Regions from separate parts of the Mus musculus genome. Here all the other regions are linked to region 1. A link is a contact called in public ChIA-PET, Hi-C and promoter capture Hi-C data. All regions are on one chromosome and are shown on one strand. The core of a region is the stretch at or near the end of the contact, and the rest is flanking DNA. Distances in the headings are between cores, read along the strand shown. Region 1 holds the start of Ilf3 (interleukin enhancer binding factor 3). Region 2 holds the start of Fdx2 (ferredoxin 2). Region 3 holds the start of Raver1 (ribonucleoprotein, PTB-binding 1). Region 4 holds the start of S1pr2 (sphingosine-1-phosphate receptor 2). Region 5 holds the start of Angptl6 (angiopoietin-like 6). Region 6 holds the start of Mrpl4 (mitochondrial ribosomal protein L4). Region 7 holds the start of Ldlr (low density lipoprotein receptor).

The links. Promoter capture Hi-C pulls out the DNA fragments that hold promoters and counts their contacts. A called contact is a pair of places that touch in the nucleus more often than the background predicts. ChIA-PET counts read pairs in DNA pulled down with a chosen protein or histone mark. Capture Hi-C pulls out chosen DNA fragments and counts their contacts.
Region 2: a contact with region 1 is called in a promoter capture Hi-C map of adipose tissue. The contact joins the promoter of Fdx2 here to the promoter of Ilf3 in region 1. A contact is called at or near these places in 3 of 39 promoter capture datasets (liver, pre-B cells and second pharyngeal arch cranial neural crest), 1 of 115 datasets of contacts at active chromatin or transcription factors (embryonic stem cells) and 4 of 9 other capture datasets (adipose tissue, liver, macrophages and 1 more).
Region 3: a Hi-C map of reprogramming fibroblasts shows a contact between it and region 1, with 3 times the contacts expected there. The contact joins the promoter of Raver1 here to the promoter of Ilf3 in region 1. A contact is called at or near these places in 4 of 39 promoter capture datasets (cranial neural crest, frontonasal cranial neural crest, liver and 1 more), 2 of 484 Hi-C or Micro-C datasets (CD8 T cells and reprogramming fibroblasts) and 4 of 9 other capture datasets (adipose tissue, liver, macrophages and 1 more).
Region 4: a contact with region 1 is called in an RNA polymerase II ChIA-PET map of memory CD8 T cells, with 26 read pairs. The contact joins the promoter of S1pr2 here to the promoter of Ilf3 in region 1. A contact is called at or near these places in 6 of 39 promoter capture datasets (cranial neural crest, hippocampal neurons, liver and 2 more), 5 of 115 datasets of contacts at active chromatin or transcription factors (astrocytes, bone marrow-derived macrophages, embryonic stem cells and 2 more) and 2 of 9 other capture datasets (adipose tissue and pancreatic islet).
Region 5: a promoter capture Hi-C map of erythroid cells shows a contact between it and region 1, with 5 times the contacts expected there. The contact joins the promoter of Angptl6 here to the promoter of Ilf3 in region 1. A contact is called at or near these places in 5 of 39 promoter capture datasets (erythroid cells, hippocampal neurons, liver and 1 more), 1 of 484 Hi-C or Micro-C datasets (CD4 T cells), 1 of 115 datasets of contacts at active chromatin or transcription factors (memory CD8 T cells) and 2 of 9 other capture datasets (adipose tissue and liver).
Region 6: a contact with region 1 is called in a Hi-C map of forebrain, with 12 times the contacts expected there. The contact joins the promoter of Mrpl4 here to the promoter of Ilf3 in region 1. A contact is called at or near these places in 2 of 39 promoter capture datasets (neural stem cells and second pharyngeal arch cranial neural crest), 2 of 484 Hi-C or Micro-C datasets (embryonic stem cells and forebrain), 7 of 115 datasets of contacts at active chromatin or transcription factors (the SCID.adh cell line, bone marrow-derived macrophages, effector CD8 T cells and 4 more) and 2 of 9 other capture datasets (adipose tissue and liver).
Region 7: an RNA polymerase II ChIA-PET map of memory CD8 T cells shows a contact between it and region 1, with 37 read pairs. The contact joins the promoter of Ldlr here to the promoter of Ilf3 in region 1. A contact is called at or near these places in 1 of 484 Hi-C or Micro-C datasets (embryonic stem cells) and 2 of 115 datasets of contacts at active chromatin or transcription factors (effector CD8 T cells and memory CD8 T cells).

Annotation. Positions count from the first base shown.
Region 1 is chr9:21,366,456-21,369,155 of GRCm38.p6, reverse strand. It overlaps Ilf3 (interleukin enhancer binding factor 3), which reads right to left and starts at 1,285. Exons shown (of 20, transcript NM_001042707.2): 1 at 1,057-1,285. It overlaps Gm36198 (a long non-coding RNA gene), which reads left to right. Exons shown (of 3, transcript XR_870570.3): 1 at 1-565; 2 at 1,585-2,667.
Region 2 is chr9:21,072,274-21,074,973 of GRCm38.p6, reverse strand. It overlaps Fdx2 (ferredoxin 2), which reads left to right and starts at 1,443. Exons shown (of 5, transcript NM_001039824.3): 1 at 1,443-1,585; 2 at 1,656-1,710; 3 at 1,793-1,899. The coding sequence starts at 1,468. Raver1 (ribonucleoprotein, PTB-binding 1) reads left to right here. Exons shown (of 13, transcript NM_027911.4): 13 at 1-816. Gm38431 (predicted gene, 38431) reads left to right here. Exons shown (of 17, transcript NR_038081.2): 14 at 1,656-1,710; 15 at 1,793-1,899.
Region 3 is chr9:21,090,675-21,093,374 of GRCm38.p6, reverse strand. It overlaps Raver1 (ribonucleoprotein, PTB-binding 1), which reads left to right and starts at 1,376. Exons shown (of 13, transcript NM_027911.4): 1 at 1,376-1,616. The coding sequence starts at 1,398. Gm38431 (predicted gene, 38431) reads left to right here and starts at 1,367. Exons shown (of 17, transcript NR_038081.2): 1 at 1,367-1,616.
Region 4 is chr9:20,975,363-20,978,062 of GRCm38.p6, reverse strand. It overlaps S1pr2 (sphingosine-1-phosphate receptor 2), which reads left to right and starts at 1,270. Exons shown (of 2, transcript NM_010333.4): 1 at 1,270-1,465.
Region 5 is chr9:20,878,278-20,880,977 of GRCm38.p6, reverse strand. Angptl6 (angiopoietin-like 6) reads left to right here and starts at 1,268. Exons shown (of 6, transcript NM_145154.2): 1 at 1,268-1,375; 2 at 2,375-2,700. The coding sequence starts at 2,384.
Region 6 is chr9:21,001,346-21,004,045 of GRCm38.p6, reverse strand. Mrpl4 (mitochondrial ribosomal protein L4) reads right to left here and starts at 1,309. Exons shown (of 9, transcript NM_023167.2): 1 at 1,049-1,309; 2 at 896-962; 3 at 642-792. The coding sequence starts at 1,105.
Region 7 is chr9:21,722,289-21,724,988 of GRCm38.p6, reverse strand. Ldlr (low density lipoprotein receptor) reads right to left here and starts at 1,413. Exons shown (of 18, transcript NM_010700.3): 1 at 1,145-1,413. The coding sequence starts at 1,211. It overlaps Gm26511 (a long non-coding RNA gene), which reads left to right and starts at 1,633. Exons shown (of 4, transcript XR_001779098.2): 1 at 1,633-2,700.

The sequences.
Region 1 (2,700 bases), core at 36-2,535:
TATCTAGGGTCTGCCGGGCGTGGTGGCGCACGCCTTTAATCCCAGCGCTTGGGAGGCAGAGGCAGGCGGATTTCTGAGTTCCAGGACAGCCTGGTCTACAAAGTGAGTTCCAGGACAGCCAGGGCTATACAGAGAAACTCTATCTCGAAAAATCAAAAAAACAAAACAAAACTAGGGCCTGCAGATCCCATTCACATACCTCAGCAACCAGGAGCTACCACAACATGTCAGCTAAGGGTCAAAGACCTCTCAGCTCTACTGGACAAGAGCAGTGGTACCTGCAGTGGCCTTTCTCCTTTGCTGCTGTTCCTCACACTTCATTTCGCAGGCTGAGTGACTGCACTAGCTACCACTCGTAGAATAGTGGTAGAACTCTATAATCAACCAGCAGAGTATCCCACCCACAGAAACCTGAGGGAGAACCACGAAAGAAGTCCTACATGTCTCCTTTTCCAGGGACCCTGTTCAGGACCGTGTTCAGGACAAAGAAGACATGTTTCCCGCCATAGGAACTGGGATGAACCTGGCATCCTCCTAGAAGCCAGGGATGTACCTGAACAAAGAGGTAAAGCGGGTAAAGGAAGGAGATTTTCCCTTCTGCGCCGGCTGGGATGCTCTAGATATGAGGGGGTGTGTGCTCCAACACGTGCGCGCGTGCGCGAGGCCAAAGCAACAGACAAAAGCTCGGGCTGGGGGAAAGTAAGCGGCCCGTGGAGAGGGGAGAGTACCACAGTGCGTGCGCACCCCCCGGGGGCAGCGCCCAGGCCTGGGCCGAGGGGGCCACGAAGGGGGGAGAATGGATGCGCGCGCACGGGGGCACTGCCTCCGCCATTTTGTTTCCTCGGCACAATGGGGGAAGAGTAACGGCCAAGCGCGGGAGCGAGGCCGGAGGAGGAAGGAGCGAGACGCTGAGAGATGGAAGAGCCGAGCGAAGGGGAGGGTCGGCGGGATGGCAACAGACCTGTCACTAGCGTCCTCTTGGCCCAGCCATCGCTGACAAGTGGGAGAACGGGAGGGGGGAGGGGCGGAGGCGGGAGACGCCACATTGCCACTTACCTTGCCGGTGTTCCCGTCCTTCGCCTTCAGGCGCCGCCGCCCTCCTGCCACGAGCCTTCCGGAGTCTTCACAACCCCCCTCAAAAAAAAAAAAAAAAGCCACGCGGTTTTCGCCGGGGCTGCTTCAGTCCCAACTGCAATGGCGAGAAAAGGAGGAGGAGGAGCCGGGGACCGGGGGCGAGCGAGCGGGCGGGCGGGCGCGCGCCGGGGAGGTGCAGGGCCACGTGACTGGCAGCGGCCCGCCCCCGCATCACGTGGGCGATCCACCTAGGCCCAACCCCCAGTAGGCGGGTGAGACGAAAGGGGCGGGGGAGGGCACATCACGTGACGTTGACTTAGCGACTGGGTCTGTTGGCGTGACGTCAACGTCGGGCCAGTTCTCTCACGGGTTTGGTCGGCCACGTGACCGTGGTTGGCTTCGCTTCCATCACGTGACAGGCCTTTCTTGTTGTTTCTTGACTCGTTTTCACTATTGGTAGACCCGAATCACCTGACGGGAGCCCATCCATTTCGTTTGTTTTTTCCAAAGGCGGTTTTTTCCGAGCGACCGTTATCACGTGACGCAATGGAGCAGGGGTGGGCCCTTCTGACGACTCCAGTTCGTGTGCGTTCCTGGGAGTGCGCGTGCGCCATGATTCGAAGTCAGTCTCCGTACCTTGATCCACACTGCATTGAAAGACTGGCACATGCGGTTGTCAACACTGGTCCAGGGCTCCTACTCACGCTGTCAGGCTGCTGAGCCATCTCACCGTTCCTCATTTTTGTATTTTTGAGATACAGTTTTGCTATTTTACCCACACTGGCTTTAAACTCGAAGATTCTGCCTCCACTTTGATATCGCTAGATTACAAATAAGACCATGTCACTAGGCAACTGAGGGTTTAATAGATTGCCCCTGTGTTAAGAGTGCTTAGCGCCGGGCAGCCGTAGCGCAGGCCTTAATCCTAGCACTTGGGAGGCAGAGGCAGGAGGATTTCTGAGTTCGAGGCCAGCCTGGTCTACAAAGTGAGTTCCAGGACAGCTAGGGCTACACAGAGAAACCCTGTCTCGAAAAAAAAAAAAAAGAAAAAGAGTCCTTAGCATAGGAGGCCGTGGGTCAGACCCCCGTACCACACACACAAAACAGGCAAATTCCAGGCAAGGATGAACAGAACAAAGCTCTCAAACTCCCAGGTCCGGAGCTCTTCATATCTGGTGTCCATCTATAGGGATTTATTGCTGCTATCAGAGTTGGTGTCTGGCTTTTTTTCTTCCTTCCTAGGTTTTAGAGACCTACCTCACCAAAGTCTGAACTTGAGGAAAAAGTTCTAAATGAACCCATTTGTAGGAGACCTGAGGTGCTTCTGATCTGGAATACGCTCTAAATGACACACCTGTTCTAACAGCGCCGCCAAGTGGTAGACATGGTTAATACGGTTTGCCTGAGGGTTTTCAGATGGATTTTTAATTCCTTTTTTTAATGTGTTTAGTGTTTTGACTGCGTGTATGTCTGCAACAGGTTGTGTCTGTGCATCACATATGTGCCAGGGTCCACTGAAAGTCAGAAGAGAGTGTTGAATCTTCCAGAACTGGAGTTACTTCTGAGGCGCCTCCCCAGCCCCTGCAGACAGACGTTAGTAAACTATTTTTTCTTTCAGCCTTTCTC
Region 2 (2,700 bases), core at 194-2,693, 290 kb after region 1:
TTTAAACTTCGACAATTGACTTTTATTTCCTTTTCTAATTTTTATTATTTTTTAAAACAACCAGGATGATTATCACATCTACTCCCCCATCCGTCCAGAAAAGCCCCAAATTGATTCCTTCAGGGTCTGGCCTGCCCAGGCTCTATTCCACATGTGCAGGTTCCAACAGCTTAACCCTATTCTCTTCCCAGTCATCTGCTGCAGGTATAGCTGTCTCATGCCCCTGCCTGCCTATTCTGGCCAGTACCCTAAGCCCCAAGATCTCCAGCCCCTGCCCCAGTATCCTTGCCTTCTGATGCCTTAAAGTTGGGCCACAGGTCCTGCTGGGTCAGAGCCTCACAGATGCGGAGCTCCAAAAGCTCCGCTCAGGACCAAAGAGCTCTGGCCTAGGGTTCATCCTTTCTCCAGGTGTCTGCCCTGTGGACAGAAGGCTAAAGCCTTGATCTTGGCAAACCACCCCTTTTGCCCAAAGCCTGGATGCAGAGACCAGTATTTTCTGCTGGCTTCAACAGTCTCCCCTGCTGTCTGTGAAAGGTGACCATTGTACCCAGGCCACTGGGCCTCTACCATGTTCTTTCAAACCCAGGTCATTACCATCCCCAGGCTGGATCACTGGAGCAGGCCTCCTCTCTGTCCATGTGAGGGGGACCTAGGGGCTCTGCCCTTAGCCAGCTGAGCCACCACCAGCCTCCCTCCCCAAACATGATAACCCAAACCCACTCCAGTGGGTGTATCTCACCCCCTCACCCCACCCCCACCCCCTGCATAGACCTTTGCTGAATTAAAGTTTGTAAGTAAACGGTTTTAAAAAAAAAATCAGAGCTGGCTGGTTCTTGATATAAACCATGGGCCAGCAAACTAGCTCAGAATTCTGGTAACACAGACAGCCTGAGTTTTATCCCTCTGCCCCAAATGGTGGAAGGAGAGAACTGACTCCCGCAGATTGACCACTGACCTACACACATGTCACGGATGGGCTCATACACACAATCCCTAAAAATTTAAGTTGGGCTTGGAGGCCAGCCTGGTCTATATGAATTGCTTAGAGACTTAAGAATTTCTCAGTCTATAGAGATTCTGTCTCAAACAAAATTTAAATACTGGTTGCACATAACCGGTAATTCCAGCAAAGGAATTCGGAGATCAAGGCCAGACTAGGGGATCCTGTCTAAAAATTAGAGAACTCAGAGGTTGGTCCCAATTGCCGAACGTAGTTTTAGTTCCCAGCCCCACACTACCCATCAACTCTTCTGGGCTCCATAGGCACCCACTTGGTGCACATACGTACATATAAGCAGAACACATACAGTACGACCTAAGGGAAGAAATATCCAACCACAGGGCGAGGCCGGAAGTCCAGCTAGATCCCAGTGCATCACCTTTGACCTCACACGGCGCCCAAACGCTGCGTTTACTGTCGCTGAGGACGCGCAGAGCATGCTAGGTCTTCCGGTCACGTGGCCTATCATGGCCGCCTCCATGGCCCGGGGCGTGAGCGCCCGGGTCCTGTTACGGGCGGCCGGGGGATCTTGGGGACCCAGGGCCGGGCACGCGGCGGTAACATCTAGGACGTTCGGGACTACAGGTACATAGGGCTGGGCCGAGCCGCGGCGTGCAGCGAGGCCGCAGCCGCTCACCCACTCGTGTGTTTCCAGGCGAGCGGCGTGCTGGCGAGGAGGCGGCGGACAGCCCGGAGCTGCCCCGGGACGTGTGAGTGCCCCTCGTGCCACGCCCTGCCCCTCCCTGCCACTCCCTGCCTCCGGCTCAGCACCTGCACCCTGTTTGTCCCCAGGGTCAACGTGGTGTTCGTGGACCGCTCTGGCAAGCGGATCCCGGTGAGGGGCAAAGTCGGGGACAATGTTCTATACCTGGCCCAGCGCCACGGGGTGGACCTGGAAGGTAGGTCATATGAAACTAGGGAGATCCTTGGCATTCTTATACCTTTTTGTAATTTTGAGAGGTTTCCTATAGCTCAGGCTCGCCTCGAACTTACTATGTATCAGAGGATGACTTTGAACTGCTGACCCTCCTGGGACCTGGTGTGCACTACCACAATCCAATACTTTTGTTTAGGTGGTGTATGGGTGGGTCCGATCTCACTCTGTGAATCAGGCTGTCCAGGAACTTAAGTATGTAATCCCGGCTAGCCTCCAACTCATTGCAGTGAACCTACTGCCTCCACTTCCTGAGTCCTGAGACTACAGGCATGTGCTGCCTACCATATCACCAAATAGGTGGGATGGGAAGAACTGAGATGGAGTCCATGTTATTCAGGCTGTTCTGAAATCAGCTATATAACCAGGCTAGGCTCAAACTCACAATAGTGATGCCCCTGCCTCCACCTCTTTAGTGCCAAAATGGTTAAGACAGAGTCTCTGACTTACCCTTAAACCTGCTGGCTGATCATACTGCCTTAGCTTTCTCAGTTCTGAGAATACAGGTTGTCTCTACTGTTTTACCACCTTTGCGCTAACGCCAGTAAGATGGCAATAATGAAACTGGAAAGGTCGCCAGTGCTGAAGACTGCAGACGGCTTGTGAGAAGACCTGTGTTCTCTTCCTACCACCAGCTCTGTGCCAGGCAATTCACAGCCTTCTGTACCAGTAGTGCCGGGCACACTACCTCACCTCCATGGCACCTACTCACATGCACAACCCACACAGAGACACATGGAAACACTTAAAAATCTTTCTTTAAATT
Region 3 (2,700 bases), core at 127-2,626, 280 kb after region 1:
GGCCGTATCAAGTTCCAGATCAATAAAACCTTCAAGGGCTGGAGAGATGGCTCAGTGGTTAAGAGCACTGACTGCTCTTCCAGAGGTCCTGAGTTCAATTCCCAGCAACCACATGGTGGCTCCCAACCATCTGTAATGAGATCCGATGCCGTCTTCTGGTGTGTCTGAAGAGAGTGACACACATTAAATGTACTCACATTAAAAAATATAAAAATAAATCTTTAAAATAAAACTTTCAGCATGATAGTGCACACCTTTAATCCCAGCTCTCTGGAGGCAGAGGCAGGTGGATCTCTGTGAGTTCAAGGCCAGCCTAGTCTACAGAGTAAGTTATTCCAGGACAGCCACAGAGAAACCCTGTCATGAAAGACAAACACACACACACATTAGCACTTGCCCATAGACTCCTGAAAGTAGTTTTCTGGTGCTAGAGAGATCCATGTCTGTCATTATAAACTGCTGATCTTTTCTTCCTTGTGTCTTTTGCCAGTTCCTTCCCCAGCTCCTGTTTAACTTTTTGCTTCCTGTGCTGTCTATCTCTACTACCCCTACCAAGTCTGCTGGAAATGAAACTCAGGGGTTGCCATGCTTAGCAGTTAGTCCTTTTTTTCTTTGTTTTTTGAAACCCTGACTTACTATGTAGACCAGGCTGCTTAGGCCTTCAGAGTGCTGAAAATAATGCCAGCATTTGTCGTTGTTATTTGGTTGTTTGTTTTTCTTTTTTGAATCAGGTTTATCTCAAACTTGAGTTGTATAGTAGGGAATGACTTTGAACTTCAAGTCCTGCAGCTTCCATTTTGGTTTTTCGAGACAGGATGTCTCTGTGTAGCCCTGGCTGTCCTGGAACTCACTCTGTAGACCAGGCTGGCCTCGAACTCAGAAATCCACCTACTTCTGCCTCCCAAGTGCTGGGATTTAAGGCGTGCGCCATCACTGCCTGGCAGCTTCCATTTCTAAAGTGCTGGAATTGCATGCGTACATCAGTACACCTAATTTTTGTCTGTCGTTTCATTTTCTCTTTTGAGACAGGATCCTCATGAATTTGATTTCCGTTGTAACTGTGGATGACATCATAAGATCTGCCTTCCCCTCTAAAGGGCTTAGATTACAGGTGTGTGCACCTGACCAACTCTTAAGGCGGTGTTAGGGATTCACGCCTGCCTATTCTCAATCCTGCCTTGTAAGGCGGCTCCATGTTGCAGCTCCGCCCTTTTATTCAATGGCCCAGAGTCAGGGGAAGGGGGCAACGCTCGCGGGGCTGGTTCTAGCCAATACGCTGAAAGGGGCCGGGAGAGAGGCGGGGCTTCCACCAACCAATCACTACACGCGACCTCCTTGCCGCTCTATGTCGCTCCGCCCTGAGCTCGCTGGTCCCAGAAGGCGCCGGGTTTCCCAAGATGGCGGCCGACGTGTCCGTTACTCACCGGCCGCCGCTGAGCCCAGAGGCGGAGGCCGAAGCGGAAACTCCCGAGACCGTCGATCGCCGGGCGCCCGAACAAGAGTTGCCGCCGCTCGATCCGGAAGAGATCCGGAAACGCCTGGAACACACTGAGCGCCAGTTCCGTAACCGCCGCAAGATACTGATCCGAGGCCTCCCGGGGGACGTGACCAACCAGGTATGGGGGGTGGGGGTGAGAGCGTGGCGGGAAACACCACGGTGCGCGTGCGCGCGCACGCGGGCGGGGGGGTGGAAACCGGGCGGTACCAACGCTGCTGTGAGTGGGGGCTCTCCCCAGTGTCATATCCTCTCCCAGGGTCGTGAAACATTAAGAACGAAGTGGAAAGGGCATGGTTAGGAAAAAGAAAAAAAAGAAAACACTTTAAAGTGCTGGTCGACGTTGCTAGGGGCGACCATCGGACTTGGGAGAGGCCAAGTGGTTGAAGGTTGCAGGTAGTTGGAAGGGGCAGGCAGCTGTGGCCCTGCTGAAATATGTACGGGAGACTGTGAATAGATTGATTGAAATAGATTCCAACTGACCCATGCATATTCAGAGGGTTGTTTCCCTCCTCTGCCTTCGGGTGACAGGAGCTCAAATCTGGAAGTTTCAGAATTAAGAGCATGGCTTTTCTTATCAAGCATAATCGACACCTTTTAGAGGTAGACCCGGAAGTTGGAGCTGCATCCCTCAATGCCTACTAGAATTGATTTGGGAAAATGAAGTCTCCTTTCGACATGAACATGCCGCGGTGGGGGGCGGGGGTTGTATTCTGTGGCACTTCCCTGTGGCTAATCTTGTCTGCCGGGACTGCCCTTCTATTGGGAACCCATGTAGAGCAGGGTGTGCAATGCTCTTTGGACCCAAGAAAGTGGTATCTCTGTTGCCCTGCCCGGTGGTGGTGGGATAGGCCCTTTCTGATTGCTGCTAAATTGTCTGCTCACTGGCTCACCCTAGTACCCCCTGCTCTATAGGCACATGGCTAGTGAAGCTGCAGAGGTGTTGGGGAACACAATAAAGGACCAGACAAGGAATAGACACTTGTGTGCATGGTGTCCTGCATATCTGGAACTGCCAGCCCTATCTCCTTGGGCTCATACACAGGTCATTTGGTGCAAGGAAGCCAGGCAACTTGCCCTGGAAGCCAGCATTCAAAACAGCAGCCCTGTCAACATGAGGGAGTTTGGGTGGCCCCTGCACCCACACAGTGTAGGGTCAGATAAGTGAGTGGGGTCCCTGGTCAGGTAGCATGCCCCCTGTTGTC
Region 4 (2,700 bases), core at 21-2,520, 390 kb after region 1:
CCATTAGAGGCACCTCTTTAGCGCCTTTTAAAAATTTATTAATTTTAACTTTATACCCATGTGCGTGCATGCACGTGGGTGTGTACATGTACGTGGGTGTGTGCATGTGCCTCAGCAGCAGGCCTTGGAGGTCACAGGACAACTTGCAGGAATTGGTTCTCAATTTCCACCTTGTGGGTCCCAGGCAAGGCCTTACCCACTGACAACTCACAGCCTCCTGGAACTCACTCTGTAGACCAGGCTGGCCTTGAACTCAGAAATTCGCCTGCCTCTGCCTCCCGAGTGCTGGGATTAAAGGCGTGCACCACCACGCCCGGTTTTGTTATTCTTTTTTAAATGCATTTATTATTATTGTACATGTATCAGTGAATGAATGTAGGTGCAGCAATGCCAGTGTGCCCTGTGGAGGTCAGAGGCCAACTTTGCTTCCAGGGACTGACCTCAGGTCAGGCTTCCAGACAAGCCCTTTCCCCTCCCTGCCTAGTGGAGCTGGACAGCTGACCTTCTGTCACTCACTCTAATTTTGGATTTTTTTTTCACCCTGAGTTGTTTGGAGGGAAGGAGCCAACAGGATCATGTGATCCAGATTGGCCTTGAACTCTAAAACAAACCTCCTGCTTCTACTTCACAAGTTTGGAATTAGAGGCCCAAGCCACCATTCCATATTTTTGCAGTGTTGAGGATGCATGCTAGGCAAACACTCAACCACCTGCCTCCACATCCCTGCCTGTTGTTTTTCAGAAAGGGTCTTGAGCAGGCAGTGGCTTAAGGTTGCTAAGAGGACCCTGAACTCCTGATCTTCCCACCTCCCAGGTGGCAGATGCTGGAATGACAGGCATATGTGCCACAAAGCCCAGTTGGATCTGGGAGTTCTTACCAAGTCTTCTGTTTGGGGGGCTGGGTATGATACAGTGTAGGAATTTATTTCTTGTAGAAACACATAGTAGGTGCTTAATCTTGAATTGCTGAGTTCTCACATAGTAGGTAAGTGTGATTTCCTCCATTTCCAGGTCCCAAGCATTAGCCTGGCGCTAAGCCAAATGGAATACAGTTGTTTCAGTACTAGGTCACCTGGGTTAAGAGAGCTGTGACGTCACGCGGCCGTGACATCATGCCACGGCAGTTCTCACGAGTGGGGGTTGGGAGGAGCAGGGCAGGAGTGTGTGTGTGGGGGTGTGGACAAAGGGGCCCTGCTCTTCCCCCGTGCGCGCCCTGGCTAACTGGCGGGCCACATCTGGAATTCATTGCAAGTCGCCGCCGGAAAGAGGAGGAGAGGAGGGCGGGGCGAGCAGGGAGTTGGGGCCGGAGGCAGCGGCTCTGCCCGCCTCTCTCTTGTCCTGGGTCCCCAACTCCGGGACATAGACCGAGCACAGCCAACAGTCTCCAAAACCAACCACTGGCTGTCCCGGGGCGCAGACGCCAAGGCCACTCAGGCCAGGGCAGGGACCCCGGCCGGCCTAGCCAGGTGAGCGCGCGGGGCAGAGGGGAGGTTCCGATCTGGGCGGCCGCGGTTCACGGAGACCCTGAGATCCCAGCTGGGGGGCCCGGTCCGGGGTCAGGCGCTCGTACAGGCGTTGCACGCGCTGCTCCAGGCTCTGCTGCACCGAGGGAACAGATCATCTACCATGCGCCCCTGCCCACTACTCCAGGCAGCTCGCCACCTACTCAGTGGCGCACCCCCAGACTGAGCTCCCCGCCTTCCTTCGGGCAGGAAGTTGGCGCTGAAGAGAAAGGCGGAATCCGAGCGCTTTGAGCTGGAGACTTTGCAAGACTGGATGGGGGTTCTCAGGAAGCAGGGTTTGGGGCAGTGAGGTTGTTGGGGAGAGGTGCAGCATCCCTTCTTCTCTGTCTCCGGCTAGGATGAAAGGTGCTACGGACGAGCGAGCGGGGAAAGCTTTCAGAGTTCATGGGCGGGGTCCCCGGCGAAGGCCGTCGCCCCACCGCCTGTGAGACTAGTTTTTTGCCTCAGTTTCCAGTTAGTTGCCCCTCTCTTTCAGTCTCTCTTTCGGAAGAATCACTTTGTATCGAAGGAAAGGGACATTAACTGCAAAGTCCAGGTGTCTCCTTTTCCTAGCTCAGGGATGGGGCGTAGGAGTGAAGGAAGGCACGCGTGGCGTGGAGTCCGCGTTGTCGCGGGCTACACGGCGTTGGGACCTCGCCCCCCTCTAGAGCATGGGTTGACTCACCCGGGGATTTCCACCTCCCCACCCCCGTCCCTATCCTTGTTGTTAGATGCCCGAGGCGACACCCGCAGAGCCTACTGTCCCCTGCGGGGCAACATGGGAGCATCACTGAGGGGGGGGGAGGGAATGAAGTAGCTGTAGTTACTCTCTCCAGTGCCCCAGGAATCTGGATGTGGGGGGCCTCTGGTGGGGTGCAGAAATGTGGCCACCCCCTGTTGCTTTGTGCAGGATAGGGACATCCTGCGCGCGTGTCGGGGTCTCAGGAGAGAGAGATGGCGCCGCCCCAGCGCAAGCGAGTGTGGATACCACGCATTCCTCGGCCTGATAAGGAGCTGGAGAGTGCTGCCTGAGCCAGGCGGGTCTTACTGTCGCCAAGGAGACGCGCCCGGCTTCAGCTTCCTATAGTGGTAGGGTAGGGGTGCTGCCAGGAGATGTCCCCATGCTTTGCATGCGAACGAGCCCCCCAATTTCAGGCTCTTTCATTCATTCATGCGCCTGCCTCGCTTGCACCAAGCAA
Region 5 (2,700 bases), core at 19-2,518, 490 kb after region 1:
CCAAAGAAACAAAAAAGAAAGAAAGAAAAAAAAAGAAGCCAGGTCTGCTTTGGTATGCAAAACATGTGCATGCTCGCGTGTGTGTGTGCACACACACACACTGTCCCCTGTCCCAGGGTCTGAAGCCAAACAAAAAGGTCACTCCTCTGCTTCCTGCTTATGTGTAGCATGCAAGCTCTCAGCTACTGCTCCAGGATCATGTTTGTCTATCTGTCTGTCTGCTGCCATGCTCCCTGTCATAATGGTTATAGACTCACCCTCTGAAACTGTAACCAGGCCCCCAATTAAATGCTTTCTTGTATAAGTTGGTCATGGTGTCTCTTCACAGCAGAAGAACCATGACTAAGACAAGGATCTAAAGCAAAGAGCCTCGGACAGCTCCAAAACTTGCTGGGTAGCATATGGACAGAAACATCTTGTCTGACAAGAAAGCCAACATAGTAATGAGAGCATCTGCAGGCAGGAGCCAGGAGAAGACTAACGACTAATAAGTCAACATAAAACAACCCTCAGATAAAATCTTCCTCCGCAATGTTCCCTTTTGTGTCCTCTAACATTCCAAGCCCCCTGCCCCTCGTACAATCTCCATTTCTCTAGTAAAGGACTGCCTGCTCTGTTGAGCTGATGCTGGCTTTTATTTCCATGTTGCCTTCATCAGTTCCGATCTAACACCCACTCCCACTCCCTTTTAAGACAGGGGCTCACTGGCTGGCTTGGAACTCACAGAGCTCCAACTGCTGCTGCCTCCCAGGTACTGTGATTAAGTCTGTGCTACCACATCCTAAGGTTTTGTTTCTTCTGGCAATATTGGGTACCAAGGACTTTGTAAGTGTCCTACTACTGAGCTACACCCCCAGCCCCTCACTGGGGGATTCTAGGCAGGGGCTCACACCTCTACTGGCTGCTGGGGTTAAATGAGAAAGTTTTACCCCTTTAAGGGTGTCCCCAGCGCCAGGCATCAGGGTACTCACTGATACATCATCATTGTCATGGTTGTCTGAGTCTGGAGCCCACAAGTCTACCAGGGCCTAGGGCCTCCCATGCTCTGTGAGCCTGAGAGAAAGGAAGAGACTCGTAGGGCAGTGGCCTCTGTTATCATGCTCCGGAGGCCTGGGCAAGGGGATCTGGCTATTCTGCCCAGGGTTCTCACACTGGAAATACTAAATATTTACACTTGCTGTGCTCCCAGGCTCCATCCATGCTCTGGGGGATGGGTGGTTTCCAAGTCTTCTCTCGGCTTCTGTCTTTTCAGTCTCCTGCACCCAGATACTCACCCAGAAGGACTCCCGGTCCTTCGTCCTGGTCCTTCAGGCCTTCCTCAGATTTTGTGGAATTGCCGCAAACCTCACTGGAGCCAGCGTCTGGGCTGTGAGAGGTGAGAGTGGGTAGGAGTGGATGTAGGTAGATGCTGTTTGTAGAGTGCATCTGGTCTTGATTGTGTGTGTACGGGTGTGTATGTATGTTGTCTATGTATGTGCATGTATATGTATGTGCGTATGTATGTATGTGTATGTGTGTGTGTGTGTGTATACGTTGTGTGTGGGGGGGCACAGGGAGGCTCCCAGGTCTCTCATTTACTCCAAGCTTGCCAACGAAGGCGGCCACATGTGCCCAAGACTGCCCAGTGCTTGGGAGCTGACGCCTGATGAGCAGCCACTGTAGTTGATGTACCTTGCCTCTAGCTCAGAAGTTTCCACGGCTCTCTCACTTCCCTTCTATGCCACCCCACAGGCCTCTTTGCTATGTCTTCTTTTCAGCACATCTGAAATGAGATCCAATTCCAGGACCTTTGCACTTGTGGTTTCTTCTGAGCAGGTCCAAGTGTGTGCCCGAGTGCCTGGGAGTGGTGGCATAGGGCCCTGGGTGTGAATTCTGCAGGGCAGGAGTGGGGAGTCACGAATATTAACCTGGTATGGTGGCACACACAAGCCATCTAGGGATGAAGAGGCCCAGGCAGTAGCATCCTAACCTAGTTCGGTAACAGACTGGGCTACTAGTGACACCATGTCTCAAATTAGAAAAGAGGGGCCCAGCATGAGTGATGGATGTTCCATCCCCTGCACGCCCCGCCCCCCACGCAAAATGGAAGTTTTCTCTTTAAGTGGGGGCCACCGAAGGTTCTGAGGGGAGAGGTGACCAGGTCCAAGTGTCCGGAACCGAGGATGGAGAGGGATTTGGGGTGTAAAATGATTCTGGTTGTTGTATGAACTGTGGTAAACGGACAATCTGCGCTGCGAGCTGCAGCCCAGCTCTGTTGTGGAGTACAACCGTAGGAAGTGACGCCCAGGGATCAATACTTTAGCTCTCCTTGGCTACCTTGGAGCTTTGGGACCCGTCTAGGCTAAAACAGTAGTCTCTTTCCTCTTCACTGCAGGTGACGGCCATGGGGACCGCCAGGCTACGCAAGCTGCAACTGCTGCTTCTGCTGGGCGCTTGGAGGGCGCTCGGAGGTGCCGCGCGTTGCCGCGTCACCCTAGTTTTGTCCCCGCAGAAGGCAACTAGCGCCGTCTGCAGGAGCTCAGAAGCCACCCAAGACAGCGAACTGGCCACGCTGCGCATGCGCCTGGGTCGCCACGAGGAGCTGCTGCGCGCGCTGCAAAGGCGTGCGGCGGAGGGTGGTGCGCTCGCGGACGAGGTGCGCGCACTGCGCGAGCACAGTCTCACCCTGAACACGCGCCTGGGCCAGCTGCGCGCGCAATT
Region 6 (2,700 bases), core at 60-2,559, 370 kb after region 1:
TTTATTTTTACTTATGGTGTCATGTAGCCCAGACTGGTCTGGAACTCACTATGCAACCTTGACCATTAATTTCTTGATTCTCTTATTTCCACCTCTACAGTGCTGGTGGGGTTAGAGGTGTGGGTTACCAGGACATGTGTATGCTATAGAAGGGAACCCAGGACAAGGTGCATGCAGGCAAGCCCTCTAACAGTGCACACCTCCAGCCCTAATAAAAAACACTTCTAGAGAATTTTCTCTGTTGTGGATTAATCTACCTAGTCGTCACACAACTTCTTTTGTTGTTGTTGTTGTTGTTGTTTTTGTTTTTGTTTTTTGAGACAGGGTTTCTCTGTGTAGCCCTGGCTGTCCTGGAACTCACTTTGTAGACCAGGCTGGCCTCGAACTCAGAAATCTGCCTGCCTCTATCTCCCAAGTGCTGGGATTAAAGGCATGAGCCACCACCACCCGGCTGTCACCTAACTTCTTGAGGTCTGACAAAACGGAGACCCAAGCACAAGAGAGCAAGGCAGGATGTAATAGGTCAGGGTGACAGCAGGGTTGAGTCATTCGCCTTCCAGCCCTGTAGCAGCGAAACTGATCACCCCTTTTGTCAAGTGGAGAAACCACGGCAAGTTCCTCCCATTGCACCCTGCACTCACCGAGGCGCCGTTGCAAACACGTCGGGGTGCAGCTCCGCCAGGCCGATGCGCTCCTGCTCAAAGCCTCGGAGAGACTCGACCCAGGCTTGCACCGGACGCCGGTGCACTGGGATCCGGAGCTCACACTTGCGCAAAACAGGATCTAGGAGACCTGGCGGGGGGTGACAAATGAGCGGTCAAGGGTCAGGATCAAAGCTCAGTACCTTCTGTGCTATCTCCCCCCACTCTGTGTGTCAAGGTCCCGGTCGTCTCACCAGCGCTATCTCGCGGCTCTGAAATCTCGGCCGGCCGCTCCGCGCCTTCCGCTAGAGAGTGGATGACCTGGAAAATGACAGGCGGGAGTTAGAGGTGCTCTCGGAGGTTCTCAACCTTTGACCTCCGGCCTTGACCTCAGCTCAGTGCCCTACCCGGGAGCCAGAGAGTCGAAGCGAGGCCCGGGAAGCGGCCTGGAACAACCGCAGCATCTCGGAGGACCTCTCGCAGCGCCGAGGTCGCTGCGGTACGGACGCTCGCGGCGGTGGCTGATGACGTCGTATGTGCGCCGGGTACGTCACGAAGGCGATTCCGCCGCCATCAGCGCCAGGTCCCGAAGCCTGAGGCTGTGGATCAGCTCCACTTGACAGCCGGAAGCCCCGACACCGGAGAGCCAGAGCCGGGTGCCGGGAAGCAAACCCCAGAGACGCGGTTCTCTTTTAACCAATGAACCTCAAGTATTGATGGAGGGTCCGCCCATACCTGGGCGGTACCTGGCTAATAAGCGTTTATCTTTTTTATTGAACGTGGATGAGCCTCCTGCTACACTGCGTATTTTGCCTACATTTTTTTCCTGTGTCTTTCTCTCCCTTTACCATTATTGATATGAATTGACTTTTGTCTTTTAGAGTAAGGGTCTCACTCCTGACTCACCCTATGCAGCGCAGGGCGACCTCGAACTCAGAGAGATCCACATGATTCTGATTCCTGAGTACTGAGACTAAAGATGTGTGCTGGGCTGGGCCGTGGTGTTGCATGATTTTAATTCTAGCACTCAGAAGCAACACTGCAATTCGAGGCCAGCCTGGTCTATATAGTACATAGTGACTTCAGAGTGAGACCCTGTCTGGAAATTAAGAAAAAAATTTTAAAGGTGTGTGCCATGTCCATGTCATGTGGCTATTTTTCGCTTTTTCAATATATATGTATTTTAATTTTTTACTTTTAAGAAATATTTTATTTATTTTATACATATAAGTGCTCTGTTTGCATGCCTGAAGAGAGCATCAGATCCCATTATAGGTGGCTATGAGCCACCATGTGGTTGCTGGGAATCGAACTCGGGAAGAGCAGACAGTGCTCTTAACCACAGAGCTATCTCTCCAGCTCCTATTTTAGTTTTCTTAATTTATTTTTGTGTTTGAGTGTGGAAGTAAGAAGACAACTCAAGGGAGTTGCGATTTCCTTTCACTCTGTGGATAGAACTCAGGCCATCCAGTTTGGTGGCAAGCCACCTAACCAGCTGAGCCATCTCAAACGCCATCCTATTCTTTTGTAAACAAGGCTTCTCTGTGTAGCCAAGGATGACCTTGAGTTCAGAGTCTCCCTGTCTGGCTTCCGGAGGTCTGGATTGCTGGTTGTCTGCACCGCTATGCTTACATGACCAGGTGAATCTAATTTTATCTGATCTTCCCTCCCCCTCTCTTTGGTGTGTGAAGGGGTCTGATTTGGCTGGCCTTGAACTCTGTGTAGTCAAGAGTAACCTTGAATTTCTGATTCTTTTTTTTTTTTTTTTTTTTTGAGACAGGGTTTCTCTGTGTAGCCCTGGCTGTCCTGGAACTCACTCTGTAGACCAGGCTGGCTTCGAACTCAGAAATCCGCCTGCCTCTGCCTCCCGAGTGCTGGGATTAAAGGCATGCGCCACCATGCCCGGCTGAATTTCTGATTCTTCTGCCCCCCACCTCAAGAGTCCTGAGATTATATGTATGTGCCACCATGCTGGTTTATTTAGTGCTAAAGATCAAGATGTTTGTGCAGTTTAGGTGCCCTAGCAGCTGAGCCATCTCTCCAGCCCCTATGGGGTTTA
Region 7 (2,700 bases), core at 164-2,663, 360 kb before region 1:
CACTCCTGCCAAGCTCCTGTGGGGTCAGAACCGAAGCTGGTTCTGAGGAGGAAAAAGCAATTAAAATGTTCTTGGCCAGCCAGGCTGACTGCAAGAAAAGCAGTAACCCAGGCATTCATGGACCCTGGTTCTATCCATGGTGTCCCCAAATCCAGGCATGGTGGCACATGCCTGTCATCCCAACACTCCCGAGCTGAGGCAGGAGAATTAGGGGCTAGAGACTACACAGTGACTTATAGGCCAGCCTAGGCTACATGAGACCCTGTCTATAAAGTGAGGGAGAGGTGGAGCACTTTTCCCAGTGCTGCAAAGAAGTTGTTGGTGAGATTGTAACACCATCTCCCTTCCTGTCCAAATTCCAACGCCTCTCCTAAAACTAAAGTCCACTTTATGGATCTGTCCAATCCTACACGTTCAGAGAGTGGGAACGAACCAGGCCTGCAAAAGTCTTTGCCAGGTCCCTGGCCCTCCCTGCCTGATGGTCTCAGCTACGGGTGTCTGGGTTGCCTGAGGCACATCTGCACCAAACCAGGGAAGTAGGGACAAGGTAGGGACTGAAGGCTCACAAGGAGGACCCAGCCGGCCCGGATGTGTAGCCCCACCCCACCCGGGAGGGTCGTGCAAGCCACGCCCCTGAACATCATCCTCTTCCTCCATTGGGCGAGGGGAGTGGCTCGAGGCTCGCCTGTTCCGGCTGCACCCAATAGGAGCTCGGGGGTGCGGTGGGAGGTGGGGTTAGGGCGGAGTTTTGGGGCACGCGGCAGTAGCCGGGTTTGAGTGCAGTGTGGAGACCCCCAAGTCCTGTAACTACGACTAGCGACCCCAAAGTTGAACAGCTGGGCCTGGGTCTCCCCAGCCCTTAAAACGAATGATGGGACCCCTCCTCTTGGATTCCCTCACACATAGCTCTGAAAGACACCTCTGACTTGGGAGAGCACCCACCGGACTCCCCAAACCCACTCTGACCCCCTACAGCTCTGGCACCCTATTTCCAAAACACTTCCCTCCAGCCACGTGGGAAGGACATCACATCAAGTTCGCACGAATGGTTGTATTTCTCGACCAAAAATAAAACCACTCGGGGCTCTCCGAGTTCAGGACGGCTGCCCCTGACCCCGGGCAGGCTCCTGGCGCAAAGCCTTACCTGCAACTCCGGCAGCAGCCAGGAGCAGGGCGATGACCCAGCGACGCATCAGATCCGCGGTGCTCATCCTTAGCTTCTGCGTTGCGTCCTCACTCGGATCACAGACCCCGAAATGTTCCCGCTGCAAACACTGGATCGCGGGCCCCACGGTGTCTCGGCTGCGAATCTGGGCTCGCAAGCCTCACGGTGTCCCGGCTGCAAACTACGCCGCACGCCCAGAGTCATTCCCAGTACTAGGGGCGAGGTTTCCAGGCGGGGGAGGAGTCTGCAATGGGGTGATTTTCAAAAATCTTCACCTCACTGAGCGGGGAGGAGCTTGGAACGGCCGATGTGACATCGTCTCTTTTAACCCCTGAAGCTCCCGCAGCAGTGGGAAGTTCCTCAAATTCCTCCCACAGAATTTCACCGCTTCCCGGACACTTAGCCGCCCGCGTTGCTGTTTGAGTGTTCAAGGGACGACCCACGCCCTTCCACACCCTGGGTCGCCTTCTGACGCTTTCCTTTCCACCTCCAAAGCAAAACAGAAGTATGCGAAGCCCCCTCCCACCCCCGACCCCTACACTTCTTGCAGCAAGTTTGCTTTCCTGTCTAGGAATGGGCACATAGATTTCTGACCCAAGTACAGTTGCAGGTTTTATCTGGATCCGTCCATAAACACAAACACTCAGCGAGAAATGTATATAAAACGCGGCGGCGTGTGCGGGTGAGCGAGTTGGCTCAGTGGGTGAGGGTGCAAGCCTGAAGACCTGAGTTTGATCCCAGGGATCCACATACTGGAAGGAGAGAGAACCAGAACCAACTCCAGCAAATTGTCCTCTAACTTCCACACACACTCCCCTGTACTAATTAATTAATTAGAAAGAAGAAACATTACTTGGTTTGGGGGGTAGGACCCAGTAGTTAGAATAATTATAATTATTAATGGAAGAATTCCATAGCAAGATATGGTAACACTGAAACTAGGAAGAAGGCAGGCAGATCTCTGTGAGCAAAGTCCAAACTGGTCTGGACAGCAAGTTCCAGACTAGCCTGGGCTACACAGATTCTGTTTCCTCCTCCTCTTCTTTCCTTCTTTCTTTCTTTTCTTTCCTTTTCTTCTTTTGTTTTGTTTCTGTTTCTGTTTGTTTTGTTTTTCAAGACAAGGTTTCTCTGTGTAGCCCTGGTTGTCCTGGACTCTGTAGACCAGGCTGGCCTAGAACTCAGAGATCTGCCTGCCTCTAACTCCTGAGTGCTGGGATTAAATGTTGAGTGTTTACTACCACCCCACTACCACCTGTCAAGAGACCCTGTTTCAAAGCTAAAGTTGAAATTATTTTAAATAATTCATCTGAGAATCAATGGGTTCCTTCCTGTGTTGACAGAAATGTTGATTTTTGGTTTATTTCCTTAGGCACCTGCTGGTACCGCTTTATCCTGTTACAAGGAGTTGAACACACAGAAGGGCATCTCTTCCCTCGAAGCAAAACCAACCACATGTGGCCTTTTTCCCCTCTTGACACTGGATGGCTAAACCAGAAGGCTGTCTGCCATGGATAGAGAAGTTTTGATGAATCAAA